Linked DNA regions of Mus musculus: region 1 is linked to region 2. The links are chromatin contacts, called in public HiChIP or PLAC-seq maps. All regions are on one chromosome and are shown on one strand. Each heading gives the region's core, a stretch centred on a gene start, on an enhancer-like site or on the middle of the called end of the contact. The rest is flanking DNA. Distances are from core to core; before and after follow the strand shown. Region 1 holds the start of Rarg (retinoic acid receptor, gamma). Region 2 holds the start of Fkbp11 (FK506 binding protein 11).

Region 1 (2,700 bases), core at 59-2,558, 3.5 Mb before region 2:
CTGTGCTCCCCCCCTTCCTCCCCCACAACGTCTCTGGTCTCTTGGGATTGCCACAGCAAGCCTCTCTTTCCCCTTCTCCTTTAGCTGATAATGGCTACCCAGAAAAGCCTTTCCCAGGAGGGGGATGCCTGGCCCCTAGGGTGACAGCAAGACCAGAGCTGAGTAATTCCAAAGTGGAAAATGTGATGTGATTCAGGGGCCCATTCCCCAGGTGCTGGCCACTCTGGGAGCGTTGCTGAGGATGGTCCTTTGGGCTAGTGCCTGGCCCAGCCCGTCCAATGAGCTTTCTCCTCTTCTGGAGTCGTGACCATCCCTGTGAGAGTGCATAGGACTTCACTTTTCTCTGGCTCTGTGCTCTGTGGTATAAAGTCAAACTATTGGCTTCCCTCTCTAGGTTCGAGAGCCTTTCAGCCTCGGTTTGTTTGGAGACAGAGAATATCCCTATTAGACACAGACTTTGGGCTTCTAGAGACCCAGCGTCAACAACATTCGTGGCGCATCTACCAGGCAGCCAGGCAGGCCTCGCTGGCTGAGCCAGACACACACCCTCGCCTGGGCTTTCTCCCTCACACCCAGCGCAAGGCTCCTCCCATCCCCCCTCCTCCCTAAAGTTCTTTCAGCCCTCCTCCCAGCCAGCCTCTCCCCCTCTAAATCCAAGTCTAAAGGTGGGGACGATATTGGCAGCGAGAGACCCACGCGCTTTAACTCCTGGAGTCAACTTCAGGCAGAATGAGAGGGAGGAAGCCTGTGAACCCAATTCGTAGCACCTTCATCGTAACCCCCACTAGTTAAACCAGTTTGCTCCTAGGCCATAGGACAGAGAAGGCCAGAGGAAGGGATACTGCTTTGACCTGCAGGTGGAGGTTAACTAAGAAAAGGGGACAGTGCCTTCTCCTCTGGTATACTCCTGCCCCATCACTCCACGTCTTGGCAGTGTCCAAGTCTCTCACTGCCTACCCTGGGAGGTACCAGAGACCGGCCTGGCAGAATACAGCGTGGCTAAAGACAACTCAGTCTCCCCAAATGGCTGGAAGGGGGATAGCGCCAGAGAGAAAGGGTTGGCATCATGGAGCCCAGGACACTGACCTCTGCCAGCTCTGCCCGGCCTCCCGGGGATGGAGCCACGGAAGCCTAGCAAATGGGAGGGGCAGAGACCCAGGCGTCCTGGGCCGCCCCGCCCAGTCCTCCCCCCCCCCAGCCACCACCCCCCCCAGCCCCAGGGCACCGAGGAGGGAGCCGGGCAGGGGCAGGCGGCAGGGGAGGGAGGAGCGAGGGCGGGAGGAGGAGGAGGGAGCCAGGCAGGGAGGGAGGTGGGGGGGGTAGGGAGGGAGAAAAAGAAAGAAAATATTTTCCGTGTCCCCGCCTGCGGAGTCAGTGTGCGGTTTGGGAGAAAATGTGTCGGATATTTTGGGGCGGTCACGTGGGCGGGCGGGCTCCGAGAGGCCCCGGGATTGTCCCAGCCTAGAGCCGTGCCCCCCTGAAGCCCCCCATTACCGCGAGTCACTAACACCGCGGTGCTCCATCCCCGAGACCGCCCGACGCCGGGACCTCGGGGCTCTGCGGCCTTCCTTCCCCCGCCCTCCCCTCCAGGTGAGTCAGGCGGGGAAGCCGGCTCGCCCGCCTGGCCGCCCTCCGGCCGCGGACGCCGGGGCTCCTCTGCTGAAATGAGCCAGGGGCGGGGGCGTCGGGAGCCTTGGGGTCCTTTCCCTCCGGGGGTGGCCAAGCTGTTAGCCGAGCTTATGCGGAGGCTTCCTGCCCCAAGTTGGGGTCAGTCGTGACCCGGGAAGAGAAAGGGGAGATTTTTTTTTAGACAGACTGAGGATGGGCCGGGTTGTCTGCCCTTGATTTTGGTGAGTATTGAAGGAGAGCATTTAGGAAAGTCTTGGGCAAGCGAACCAATGTTCCTGTACTCGGAATGTCAGAGAAGACGGGTTTTCCTCCTCTGGGAAAGGATGGCATTCTTCCACCGGAGTGGGGCGGGGGCATACTGAAGGGTGGATCTGATGGTCCAAGTACCCTTTCTCCAGTGGATTGGCAGGGCTCTGTATGGGGACTAGGAAAGCTCTAGCAAGTGTCTAGGTGGGTAAAGTGGTCTGTGGAGTTTGGACTGCAGAACCTGGATTCTCTCTGATCTATCCCTTACTGCACAAGTGAGCCAATGAAGGGGAGCTCTTTTAGAATATTCTCAAGGGGAGGCCCCAGTGGAACAAAGCTAGAGTTATAACGCCCGGACAGGTTCAGGAGAGCCCCTGTCCTGGAGTGCCACTGACAGCGCCTCTTTCCTTTCCAGCAGTTTCCACCAGGTCCCTCACCTCAGCCTGGCCCAGTATGTAGGAGGGACTCTCTGCAGAGGCCAGAGGGTAAGAATATGCTTAGTTGGTGGTCATGGGGATGGGGCAGCAGGGATGTCTGTCTCGGGGAGGGAACTCAAGGACAAAATGCTCAAATAATTCCCTCTTGTAGGGCTTAAACCCGGGGCAGTTGGGATCCTACTCCTCAAATTTGAGGCTTCTGCCCTTATGGTTATTCTTCGGGTACTGAGTTAGGGTTTGAGGACCACAGCCATTGTCAGTAAGGATACTTAGAGGGGGTCAAGGGGAGTGTGTGTCCAGGGTGCTCGGAGCTTGGTTATCCCAACACACACACACACACACACACACACACACACACACACACACACACACAGTGGCTTAGAACTGG
Region 2 (2,945 bases), core at 423-2,922:
ATTTGACGGGTTTAAAGTGCATCTATAAAACCCCATATCCTCAAGACACAGCATGCTACCAACCCCAGGAATTCCTGCCGCCTGTGGCTTCAGTTAGTATTTGAGGGGGGTTTTATGTAGCCATGCTGGGGTTCAAGGTGTGCACCACCCTATCCCACTGTACCAATTCAGGTTCCAGTGTTTTGTTTTTGTTGCTTCTTTAAAGAGAGTTTGACTGTGTAGTCCTACATGGCCTGAAACTCAGGAATTTGTCTGCCTCTGCCCCCTGAGTGTTGGAATTAAAGGTGTGTACCACAACATCTGGAAGGCAGGGTTTTGCTTTTTTTTTTTTAAGATTTATTTTTATTGTGTATATGGACACTAGACGAGGGCATTGGAGTCCTTGGAGCTAGAGTTACAGACTTTTTGAGCCATCTGATGTGTGTGCAGGGAATTGGTCTTTGGAAGAGCAGCAAACTCTCTTAAGCACTGAGCCATCTATCCAGCCTCTGACAATGAGCATTTAAAAAATAATTCCTGGGTTAGGGGTGTTAACTAAGGCGCTTGCCAGGTATGAGCAGAGCCCTGCCTGGACTGGATCCCCAATACCACAAAGCCACCCCCAGAGAACATGAGAGCTTAATTAGAATGATAGCATTATATATGGAGGCACTCGCTAATGGGGCTGGAAGAGGAAATCCCAAAGGAAACTGGTTGGGTATTAGAGATGGAAGAAATCTCAGAATGTCGGTACAGGAGAACCACCAAGACAGCCAGGTCAGGGAGGTCAGGTTCTTCCAAATAAGAGGAAGTGTGTGTTGGGTGTGTGTGTGTGTAGTCTGAGCTGCTGGCCAGACACACAGGTGGAATTGTGTTTACAACCGGTATCAATGCTAAAGAAGACAACGAACCAAGAAACAGCCTGAGAATAAATATGGTATGGAAGGACACCATGCCAGACAGCCTTTGAGTGAGTGACCAGGAGCTGGGTACCACAGCTTAGGTTGTCAGTGAGTGTTCAGACCATGAAATTCGAAACTGGTAAGGCTGCCTAAAATTACTTGAGCCCCCTTTAAAAACTGAAGTCCTTGCATAAACACAAGACTGGTGTCCGTGCTGCTGTTGTGAAAAGGATTTGTGGAAAACAGGAAGGAAACGCCATTGCTGGTAGGAGAAGATCTGTGATGGATCACTTTTTACAGGAAGATGCCCCGTAATGCTTCCCAAGACAGGAGGCTGGAGAAGCCGCCAGCTCTTTCTGGACATACCCGAGAGCAGAATGAACAGGAGTGTGAAGGGTCAGCCGACTTGGACACCTGCCTCTGGGCTTAGTGGAAAGGGACAGATCTTAGAAGACCGAGCAGAGCACAAATGCTAGCCCTGTGCTTGAGTACTGTCACCAGTTGCCATGTTAACCTTGGGCAAGTGCCCTAGCTATGAAATGGGGACAAGTGTGTGCCTCCCTTTCCTGGCCATTCGCAGGTTAGAGACAAACGAACGCCCCTCTTTACAGTTGGTAATGGCAAATATGTGCTATTACATGATCCAGCCGTCGTCATGGGTCAGAAAGACTGTTAGATGGGTCACCATCCGCGACCTCCATCACAGGTTAGGGAATTCTGCAGTCTCTTCCCCTCTAGGAGGTGGGGACAAAGTGGAGGGAGGGCTGCAAGAGGAGGAGGAGGAGGAGCTAGCGCCTTGAAAACCCGCCCATACCAGTCTGGCCTGGAGTGAGGGAACCCGTCCTGGTCGCGTGCACCCGAACAGCCTGCCCTGGTATCCTGGTGCTCTGACCCGGTCCAATCATGACCCTGAGCCCTTTGCTCCTACCACTCCAGCTGTTACTGCTGCTACTGTTCAGTGGGGCGGTGTGCCGGGCTGAGGCTGGGCCAGAAACCGAAAGTCCTGTCCGGACCCTCCAAGTGGAGACCCTGGTGAGGAGACTGTGGTGCCACTCCCCTCCCCCCACCCCATGTCCCGCCGTTCCCCTTTACGGCCAGGGATCGCGGGGAAGCCTGGGACTCTAAATGGTCCTGTGAGAGTGAAGAGGAAAGAAGCGAAGGAACTGAGTTGGGGGAAAAGGTGCTGGGTCTCCAGAGGAGCTTAGGAGGAGCAGCCTTGACCCTTGTAGTCTGATCGTAGGTGCAGCCCCCTGAATCGTGCACGGAATCTGCTGCCATTGGAGACACGCTCCACATACACTACACGGTGAGGGGCTTGGGGGTCCGGGGCGTGGCCTGGGAGGGGCGGCGCCCGGCTGAAACACGTCAGCTTTGGCTTGGACACGTGGCAAGCTATCCTAGAGAACTTGAGTCCTAGGATCAGCCCGCACGTGGGGGCGTCCTCTCGCCTGCTTCTCTTTCTTCCTTGTTTTCTGCCGATTCCTCTCCAGCGCTGAGAAAAGAAGGATAGAGAGAGCTCCAAGAAGCGCCAGCCCCGTGGGGCTTCCTGTTCCTTCTTGCCCATGGTGGTGGTGGGTGGAAGGAGATGGGGACAGGACACAAGTTTGTTAAAGGGGTTGCTTCCTTCCGGGTGGTCCCAAATTGTGGGAAGAATGGTGGGTTTAGACCCACCATTTTTTTTTGTCTTCAGGGCAGTTTGGTAGATGGACGCATTATTGACACTTCTCTGACCAGAGATCCTCTGGTCATAGAACTCGGCCAAAAGCAGGTGATTCCAGGTATGTGCCCCGTGCCTCTGACCTCTCCCTAGCCTAAGCCCTTGCTTGCTTGCCGGCTGTATTGCTCTGGAACAGCCGCTAGAATGAAAAGGATCCCAAGGCTCTCCCGCTACCTCAGACTCCACTTCTAACACTCTTCTTGCCCCACACATCACTGCGGCAGAGAGTCTGAGAAGTGGAGCTAAGCTCATTTGATGACGGGGAGCCTTTGATTTTCCTCTTGGGTACTGTGGGGAAGATATGTAGCTTCTAGTTCAGTTTTGCCTTCTTCCTCAAGGTCTGGAGC

Evidence for each region. HiChIP or PLAC-seq counts read pairs in DNA pulled down with a chosen protein or histone mark.
Region 1: a contact with region 2 is called in an H3K27ac HiChIP or PLAC-seq map of vascular smooth muscle cells, with 13 times the contacts expected there. The contact joins the promoter of Rarg here to the promoter of Fkbp11 in region 2. A contact is called at or near these places in 19 of 484 Hi-C or Micro-C datasets (the C2C12 cell line, brown adipocytes, embryonic stem cells and 6 more), 6 of 115 datasets of contacts at active chromatin or transcription factors (astrocytes, embryonic stem cells and vascular smooth muscle cells) and 1 of 9 other capture datasets (embryonic stem cells).

What each region holds. Positions count from the first base shown.
Region 1 is chr15:102,256,130-102,258,829 of GRCm38.p6, reverse strand. It overlaps Rarg (retinoic acid receptor, gamma), which reads left to right and starts at 1,308. Exons shown (of 10, transcript NM_011244.4): 1 at 1,308-1,590; 2 at 2,291-2,360.
Region 2 is chr15:98,726,925-98,729,869 of GRCm38.p6, reverse strand. It overlaps Fkbp11 (FK506 binding protein 11), which reads left to right and starts at 1,672. Exons shown (of 6, transcript NM_024169.4): 1 at 1,672-1,913; 2 at 2,122-2,187; 3 at 2,572-2,659; 4 at 2,937-2,945. The coding sequence starts at 1,785.